Regions from separate parts of the Sus scrofa genome. Here region 2 is linked to region 1. Evidence: chromatin contacts called from public Hi-C data. All regions are on one chromosome and are shown on one strand. The core of a region is the stretch at or near the end of the contact, and the rest is flanking DNA. Distances in the headings are between cores, read along the strand shown.

What was found. A called contact is a pair of places that touch in the nucleus more often than the background predicts.
Region 2: a Hi-C map of skeletal muscle shows a contact between it and region 1, with 7 times the contacts expected there. The contact joins the promoter of GOLGA4 here to the promoter of EPM2AIP1 in region 1. A contact is called at or near these places in 2 of 47 Hi-C or Micro-C datasets (heart right ventricle and skeletal muscle) and 1 of 2 datasets of contacts at active chromatin or transcription factors (alveolar macrophages).

What each region holds. Positions count from the first base shown.
Region 1 is chr13:21,875,350-21,880,158 of Sscrofa11.1, reverse strand. EPM2AIP1 (EPM2A-interacting protein 1) reads right to left here and starts at 2,296. Exons shown (of 2, transcript XM_005652390.3): 1 at 1-2,296. The coding sequence starts at 2,013. The coding sequence ends at 187. It overlaps MLH1 (mutL homolog 1), which reads left to right and starts at 2,439. Exons shown (of 19, transcript NM_001172367.1): 1 at 2,439-2,616; 2 at 4,630-4,720. The coding sequence starts at 2,501.
Region 2 is chr13:22,123,034-22,127,842 of Sscrofa11.1, reverse strand. GOLGA4 (golgin subfamily A member 4) reads right to left here and starts at 2,712. Exons shown (of 27, transcript XM_005652395.3): 1 at 2,325-2,712. The coding sequence starts at 2,396.

The DNA.
Region 1 (4,809 bases), core at 1,047-3,546:
AAGAGGAAAAAAAAATTGTCTGAAGCATTTGAATTGTGAAAAATGTCTGCGATGAAAGTTTTTTCACTTTGGGTGAAAAAACATGGTACTCTCCCACAATCCAAATTAGTAAAGTTGAAAATCAAACATATTTTTGCTTTTAGAGTTGGATTCTTGTTGAGTGTTTCGGTGTTGTACTACAAAAGCTTATGGATTCGATTCATTTCTTCCTCTCACAAGATCATCCCATTGAGGCTCTATTTCAGTGGTGGCAATCCGAAACAGGGCGTGGAGGTGTTCGTCTGTCAATGGGTGGCTCAAGGTGTGCTGGTTTCGAGTCAAATATGAAAAAGCCTTTTCACAAATCTTGCTACTATCAAACAAGGATGCTACCTTACAGGCAACCCCTTTGATAATTGGGTAAGATTCAGCAGACAGTCCGGCATAGAATTGCCCCAAGTCTTTGGTTCTGTATTCGTTCCAAAGATTAGTATTTGCCTGAAGTTTTGTTAGCTCCACCCTTACTGAAATAGGTGCATATTCAGCTTTAAAGCTAAATGGATTTGCAAAAAGCTCTAAGTCCTTTTTAATGAACTTGAGGTCCTTGAAATGTCTCTCAAATTCTTTTTGTAGGCGACAGATCACTACTTGATACCTTTCAGGATCAAGTATTTTTTCATCTTCTTGAAGATGCTCTTTAAGCTCATCAACAACTTCTCTCAAGGCGGCAAAGTGTGTTAGATTTTTTTCCTCGATATGTCTCTGAAGTAAATTCAGCTTAACTTCAAAGGTACAAATATGGTCAAAGGCAGCAGCAGCAAAGACTTTACTTACTCTCAATAGTTCGCTGAGTTCTCGAAGGTGGTCCATAATATCCACCAAAAAGCCAAAGTCACAAAGCCACTGCTTGTCTGTGAAATGGACCGTTGTTGCCCCTATTGAAACCAAAAATGTTTTTATCTCTTTTCTTAAAGAAAATATTAGTTTTAAGGTCTTCCCTCTTCTAAGCCAATTGTTCAGACAGCGTCCATTAACCCTTTCACCATGCTCTGATTCCGATTCAGTTAGTAAAGCCTGAAATTCTGGCCGCCTAACGCCTCTGGTCTTAATCAAAACTATCCATTCAGATATGGCATTTATGATCTGATTAACATCCACATCGTAGGAGCTCAACAGTTCCAAGTGAAGAAACCCCGAATAATGGATAACATTCCAACAGTTGGGGCTTACAGCCTTTTCTCTCATGTATGACACCAGCCCTGAGTTCTCACCAATCATCCTCAGAGTGTGGGTCGTGGTCAGTCCAACCATCCGCTGCAGGCTAAGCCCTGCAGTTTGCAGGGCCTCAAGGATTGCCGCCATGAGGGCACCAACACTGAAGTGCTGAGTCAGGTTGATGATGGTCAGAAGCTCTTCCTGCACCTCTAAATCGTGGCCCACGCCGCGGACAAAGACGAGGAGGTAGTTCTCATAGGCCACAAAAGCCTGGTCGTCCAACGCAAGGGAATAGGCCTTAAAGTCCTTGGCTCGGTTAAAAAGCTGACTGCGTAGATTCTGGTTAATGTCTAGGACCCTCTGCTGCGTGATCTCCGGAGATAAATCAATGCCATCCATAACGCCTACGTGATCAGGCAGCACATCTCTGAGCATCACCTCCATGCACCGGTACACGAAGTCCCCCTCACCCCAGCCGCGACCCTTCAAGGCCAAGAGGCGGGTGAGCCCGAGGCCTGCACGAGCAGCTCTCTCCTCCGGGGTGAGCGGGGCGGCATCGGGCAAGTCGCCCTGACGCAGACGCTCCACCAGGGCCGCGCGCTCGCCCTCCGCCACATACCGCTCGTAGTAATCGTGCTCCGCCTCGTAGTGGTGCCTGACATCGGGTTCGCCATTGGCTACGACCAGGCGGCGACAGACCAGGCACAGGGCGCCTTCGCCTTCCGGAGGCTCCACAACCAGGTAACGCTGAGTCCACTCGGCCTGGAAACCCCGAGGCTCCTCGATTTCCATTTTGCTCCTCTTGGGCGTCATCCACATCTCACGGGAGACCACTGGATCTGGGCCGACCTCCCGGAGGCCGCAAGGAGAGGGGAGGAGCAGGAGCGATCCCCAAGCGCCAACTCCGCTCTGCGCCAGATCACCCCAGCTGGGGAAACCACTGGGGTTCCGGCACCTTGATTCCTATTGGCTGGAGATTTCGTATTCCCCTGCCGCAAGCATGAGCCAATAGGAAGAGCGGACACTGATTTTTAGCGCGCAGGCGCATATCCTTCTCGCTGCAAAGTGCACTAAAGCCGCCTAAGGAGGGCTAAGAGAACAGGAATCATGGAGCTAAGAACTTGACTGGCATTCAAGATGCCCAATCAGTACCTCTCTGTCCCGGAAGTGGTGTTGCCGCTAGAGGGCGGGACGGGACGGCGTCAGCAGTGTTGCTGGAAGGATGTGGGTGCGAAGCTCTAAGGAGATTGGCTGAAAGCCCTTCCAGTGAGCGTCTCACCGTTACACGGCCTGCTCTGGCGCCAAAATGTCGCAGGTACCGGGAGTTATCCGGCGGTTGGACGAGACAGTGGTGAACCGCATCGCGGCAGGGGAGGTTATCCAGCGGCCGGCTAATGCCATTAAGGAGATGATTGAGAACTGGTACGAAGGGAGGAGTCCAGGCTTCCTTAGAACCTAACGGGCCACTGCTCAGGATGGCGCGGACACGCCTCTCTGCCCTGAGTGGAGGGGTGTGCCGCGCGCCGCCGCCGCGGGGAGGCCGGGGTCCTGCCTTCCTCTCTCCCGGGTCCTCGAGCGTCCCTTCGAGACTTTAGGGTTGATGGGGGCACAAAGAGAGGGCGATACAGTATTGTTTTAATGGTGCCATCAACTAAGAGAAATTCTAAAATTATATGTGCAGAAGATGCAACTTTTTAAACGTTTAAAAAGCTTTTTACATTTAAGAAGAAAAAACACCCCTCTCTTCATCCTTCAGAGGGCGTCAGTTTCTTGCTTATTCTGTATACATTCAGAAGTACAATTCCTTTTTAATTTTTTTTTTCTTCTCGGGCCGCTCCCGCGGCATATGGAGGTTCCCAGGCTTGGGGTCCAATCGGAGCTGTAGCTGCCGGCCTACGCCAGAGCCACAGCAACGCGGGATCTGAGCCGCGTCTGCTACCTACACCACAGGTAGGTAGCAGACGCGTCTGCTCACAACAACACCAGATCCTTAACCCACTGAGCAAGGCCAGGGATGGAACCCGCAACCTCATGGCTCCTAGTCGGTTTCGTCAACCCCTGAGCCACGATGGGAACTCCTGAATTTTATTTTATTTTATTTTATTTTTTAATTTTATTTATTTTATTTTATTTTTTTTACTTTATTTATTTTATTTTATTTTTTATTTTATTTTATTTTATTTTACTTTATTTTATTTATTTATTTTATTTTATTTAATTTTATTTTTTTATTTTATTTATTTTATTTTATTTATTTTATTTTATTTTTGCCATTTCTTGGGCCGCTCCCAGGGCATATGGAGATTCCCAGGCTAGGGGTCTAATGGGAGCTGTAGCTGCCGGCCTACGTGCCAGAGCCACAGCAACGCAGGATCCGAGGGGCGTCTTCGACTTACAACATAGCTCACGGCAATACCGGGATCGTTAACCCACTGAGCAAGGGCAGGGATCGAACCTGCAACCTCATGGTTCCTAGTTGGATTTATTTCCACTGCGCCACAATGGGACATTTTATGAGGGTCTTTTAAGAACCTGAGGCTGAGTAAAGTTTGTGAAACAGGTAGTAGAATTAGTTGAGAATTAGGTAAGAAAGAGGCATATGTTAAGTAGTCCCACTTGTTTTTTTTGTCTTTCATCTTTTTAGGGCCGCCCCTGCAGCATATGGAGGGTCCCAGGCTAGGGGTCTAATCTGAGCTGTAGCTGCCAGCCTACACCACAGCCACAGCCATGCCAGATCTGAGCCGCATCTGCGACCTACACCACAGCTCACAGCAACGCTGGATCCTTAACCCACCGAGCGAGGCCAGGAATCGAACCCAAAACCTCATGGTTCCTAGTTGGATTCGTTTCCGCTGCGCCACAACGGGAACTCCAGTATTCCCACTTCTAACTTCCCTTTCTTTTTTTCCTAGAGGAACAGAAATGTTGCTGAATGTCGTATTGGAAATGATGTTTTTCCCTCTGCCCCTTTCTTCCCTCTCTCTCATACAATATGTAAACTGATAACAGTGTAGTCACAGAGCCTGTAGGCAAAGGAAAAACACAGTAATTGGTCTTATATTTGTCTGGAATTTGTTCTTATCCCTGGACTCATATTAAGATTTGTGCATTAGGAGTTCCTGTTGTGACTCAGTAGTTAACGAATCCGACTAGGAACCATGAGGTTGTGGGTTCAATCCTTGGCCTTGCTAGGTAGATTAGGGATCCGGTGTTACGGTGAGCTGTGGTTTAGGTCACAGACGTGTCTCGGATCCCGCATTGCTGTGGTTGTGGCGTAGGCTGGCAGCTACAGCTCCGATTAGACCCCTAGCCTGGGAACCTCCATATGCTGCAGGAGCAGCCCTAGAAAACGCAAAAAGACCGAAAAAAAAAAAAAAAAAAGTTTTGTGCATTAGAGTGGTTGCAAATTATTATTATTTTTGTTTGATTTGTCAGTTTAGATGCAAAATCCACAAGTATTCAAGTGGTGGTTAAAGAGGGAGGCCTGAAGTTGATTCAGATCCAAGACAATGGCACTGGGATCAGGGTAAGTAAAACCTCAGAGCAGCAGGATGTTTGTGTGCTTTATGTGCTGTATCTGCAGGAAGTGACATAACTTTTCTCTGTTCTGGAAAC
Region 2 (4,809 bases), core at 1,463-3,962, 250 kb before region 1:
AAGAGAGAGAACATCAGCAGTAAAAAGAAAATAAATTTCTGAAGAATCAAATGCAAAAGGATTCAACTTGGTGGAGAAATCAGAGCAAAGGTAGTTCTAACTCCAAACATGCACAGAAGGCTGCAGAAGAGATTGCAGCAACTTTTTACCACAGGAAAAAAAAAAAAAAGGAAAAAAAAAAATCACAGTTTTAGACACTAGAACAGGAGACTATTGCTCTCAGGGATGTGTTCCATACACACTGTCTCATCAGAGGTGTCAACTTATAAAATCTGGGAGCTCTAACACATGACCTTGTAACTAGCGTTTTTACTATTATTCTAAAAACAAACTCCTTTTGTTAAAACTTAAAAGCAATTCAATTTCATGGGGAAAACAAAAAAGATAACACTACAAATAAGAAAAAGAACAGTACCTTAGAGGGCATCCTCCTTAAACTAGTTTCACTGTGTCTATATGTATGTATGTGTGTGTATATAATATAGATATATGTATATACTCATAAACATACTTTTCCCACAAAACTGGGATCACACTTTATAAGCTGTTTTTCTATCTGCCTTTTAATACAAATACCTTTGCATGTCAAAAATACTTTTCTGTAGACTCTAGCTGTGTGCCATTAGGCAGGTTATTTAACTTCTTTGAGCTTCACTCCAAATATAAAAAAGTATCTACCTCATAGATTTATGTGAGAATTAAATAAAATAATCCAAGCAAAATGCCTAGCATAGAGTAAGAACCTAATAATGCTGGCATATTTTATGGCTGCATAACCTCACCAACTACCTGATATAACTTATTTAACCAATTTTCTACCGTTGAACATTTTTTGGCCAGATTTTACCTACTGAAATAACACTGAAGTGAAAATCCATGCAGCTGACTCCTTAATACATCTTACATGTTCTTAGAATGAATTTCTAGAGGTAAAATCCTGGATCAGTGATATGTATAGTTTCCCTTACATTCACCACCACACCTGTTTCCTCATCTCTACCTCATTTTTTTGTTTTTTGTTTCTTAAATAATGATGTTTTGTACTTTAAAAAGCTTGCAGTAAAGGGTATGAAAGCAAAATATTTAGCACTGAAATTTTAATTACTCTCACCTGGGAGCAAGTAAAATGTAAAACGGGATCAAGCTTTCAGTATCATGTTCTGATGTATCTCAAGCACTGTTTTACTCTTCAGGAGCTTTACATTTTAAGAAATTAATTTCAATCTGCAGTTTCAGAATAAATTCAAAGCAACAGTTTGATTTAGTACTTGTTAAACAGTTATTAGTCATTTAAAAGTTGCATAAAAATGTCTTAGAAATGCCTCCAAACTAGTCAAAACTCAGCCTTTCTTGTGAAAACTCTAAAATTAAGAGAGATTTGCTTAGTCTGTTGAGACTCAGAAAGGCTGGGAAAATTTAGCAGAAGCCCTCCCCATTGCTTAAGGGGCCACATGCTCCCCGAACCAAAACACATATTCACGGCTGCTCAGGAGAGTGCTGTGCCTTCTTCAAATTGACACTACTAACAAGCCCCCTTTTCCTGGAAACTGTCATTCCCTGAAGCAACAACATTCGTGAAAAAAAGAAACAAAAACAAAAACATTAGCAAACCTCTTGAAGAATCAGAGCCTAACTAAGGACAGGCACGAGCCTAGCCGGGAGCCAGTATCAGTCTCACCGCCAGTCCCGGATCAACCAAGTTATGCGAAGTGACTAACTCGTGACAGCCTCGGGCGCTGGACACTGGCCACATTGCCACCTCTTTCGGGTCCCAACAATCCTGCAAGCAGCCTGGCCTGGAATGGCTCAATCCCTGCCCTCACCCCAGGACCAAGGTTTGGAATTAGACTTTCGTCACCAGCTAGGAGCCCCTCGTTACTCAACCTCTGGTCGGGAATAAGAACGGGGTCCTCGGTAGAGAGATCAGATATTACAAGAAGTATTACTGGTTTTCCCAACCCGCCCTCACTCCCGAGTTGGGGTCTCGGATGGTTGGGGAAAACTTCGATATGGGTCAAAAATCACGCAAGTCGGAAACCCTCTCACTTATTCTCAGGCCGGGCTTGGGGAGTAGGGAAAAACTAACAGAGGTCAAATGTCACGGATCCAGCTACCTCCACCCAATCTCCAGACGGAGTTTGGGATGGGGGAACCGGGACAGGAATCACGGAGGACCTGAACCGCCCGGAACTCATTCCCAGTCCGGGTTTGGGGGTAATCCTCAGGCTAGAGGTCAAGGGTCAGGGAAGAACCTCCCCTTCTCTTTGCCCACGAGTCGCTGTCAAGGGCTGTCGGCAACTAAGGGTGCGCGGCGGCCATAGTACCTGAGTAGAGGCCAGCGCCTGCTGGAACTGCTGCTGTTCCTCACTGATCTTTTGCTTCAGTTTCTTGAACATGGCGCAGCGCGGGGTCCTGAGTATGGATGAAACCCGAGGGGGGTGAGCGCCCAGGGAGACCCTGCCGCAGCGGCTACGGAGGCTTCTCTACACCTGGGACCGCGGGGGCTGGGCCTCGCCGCCTCCTTCCTGGGCTCGCGGGCGGACTGGGACACTCCTCCTGCGGCTGTCGGCGTCGCCGCCGCCGCGTCTCTCTCTCCTGGGTGCCACTGGTTGGCCTCGGCCCCCCATCCAGCCCCGGCAGCGGCGGCGGCGACAACGGCAGCAGGTGAGCGATGTGCCAAAGGCGCCTGCGCGGCCTACGTGGAGCTCGCCGAGAGAGCTCTACGGGACGCCGGAGGGGACAAGCTCGAAGTCGGGCCCGCACATGCGCGCTCCAGCGACACCCCCGAAGGCGGGAACTGGGAGGGAAAAACCAGGTTCTTTGCGTCCTACCCGCGGTGCGTGCAGCGATGCCCTCAGAGCCAAGTCATGGCTGGTCTGAGCGCCACACTGACACACGCCCGGGCTTCGGCACTGCCAAGTAAGAACGCGTCTACTGAGAACCGAAAGGCTGACAGTCCCACCGCAAAGAACTGGGTGAGGTGGTGTCCGTGGCGGAGAAGATGGGAGATCCAGAGAACCTGCCAAGGGCTCCGAAGGATAGTGTGCTTTTGTGCAGTATTTGTGGTTAGGATTCTGGGTCTCCAGTGTTTCATACTCCTCCTGCTTCCCAGAAGGTCCCGTTTCCCTTCGCTTGACTCCTCCAGGAACCAACAAGTGCCCGACACGAGGCTCCGGGGTTCAGATGTTTCAGGCCGTTATTGTAAGATCCCAGTCGTTTGGACATCGCCTTTATTATTTTTTTTTTTATTACACCGAATCGTGTACTTTCATATATTTATTCAAAAATCTTTATCATGCTAAGTTCCAGGCCCTTGGGGACTTCTCTTAGTCCATGACAGAACAAGTAGACAAAAAAATCGCTAAGGATATAGAGAACTTGAGTCAGCTAATATTGCCTAATTGATCTGTGAAAAGACCCAACAATTGCAGCATACACATGGAACATTCACCAAGACAGACCATGTGCTAAGTCATAATACAGGTCTCAATTAACTTCAAAGGATTAATATCATATAGTGTGTTCTCTGATCACAAATTAAATTAAAAATCAATAAGAGTTATCCAGAAAATCCTCTGATATTTGCAAATTATGCAACACACTTCCAAATAGTTGTTTGATCGAAGAACAAAGCACAAGAGGAATTAGAAAATATTTTTTAAAGAATGAAAATGAAAATAGAACATATCAAAATTTGTTCAGTTCAGCTAAAGCAGTGCTTACATGGAAGATAACAGTATTATGTGCTGATATTAGAAAGGAAAAAAGATTGAAAATCAACAATCTTAAGAATCTTAAGAATTTTGAAAAAGGAAGAAAAAATTAAAAAGTAAATGGAAGGAATAAAATAATAAAAATACTGAGCCAAAGATCCATGGTTCAAAACAAACAATAGGAAAAAACCAACAAAACTAAAATTTGGTTTTTGGAAAAGATTAATAAAATTGTTAAGCCCTTAGTAAGACTCATGGAGAAAAAGAAAAATACTAATTATCAATATTAGGAGGTAAAGAGGGGATATCAGTATTAGGAGTTAAAGAGAGGTCTACAGATAAAGGGAACATGGAACACAAATTGTCAAAACCCAGAGTCCTTCAGTGAATGAGTGGATAAACTGTGGTATATCCCTATCATGGGATACTATTCTGACATATAAAAGACGAAGTACTCATAACTTCAGAAACCTAAATGGATCTCCTTAAGTTTTGCTTAGTATGAGAAGTCAGACCCAAAAGAAGCCATGCATACATACGATTCTGTATATGAGGTCACCCAAGATGGCTGGTCTCTTGCTCTGCCAGACCAGTTTCTGCCTCATCTACACCTACTCACCTGACTGACCTTCCCCCTTAATCACAGAGCCTAATCAGTAAATGGCTTCATATTTGCCCCCTGCCCCAACTAGTGATTGTTCTCATCTTTAGATCAGAACATCACTATGATAGTTTGTCAGAGGGGAGGGGAGGGGTGTGCTCCTCTGCTGGTTTCCCTGGTAAAACTATGACCCACCTTGACATTAATTCTCCCTATAACTAATAATCTCTCCCTCCCTTGTGGCAAAGACTACTAACATGCCCTGCCATGCATACACAGTGGGGTATTGTTCCAGAACCTTGCTTCAGACATGTAAGATCCACCTGTTTGGAGTTCCCACTCTGGCTCACTGTGTTAGGAACCTGACAGAGTACCTGTGAGGGTATGGGTTCGATCCCTGGACTTCCTCCGTTGGTTAAGGATCTGGCATTGCCATGAGCTGTGGTGTAGGTCACAGATGTGGCTTGGATCCCATGTTGCCAATGGCTGTAATGT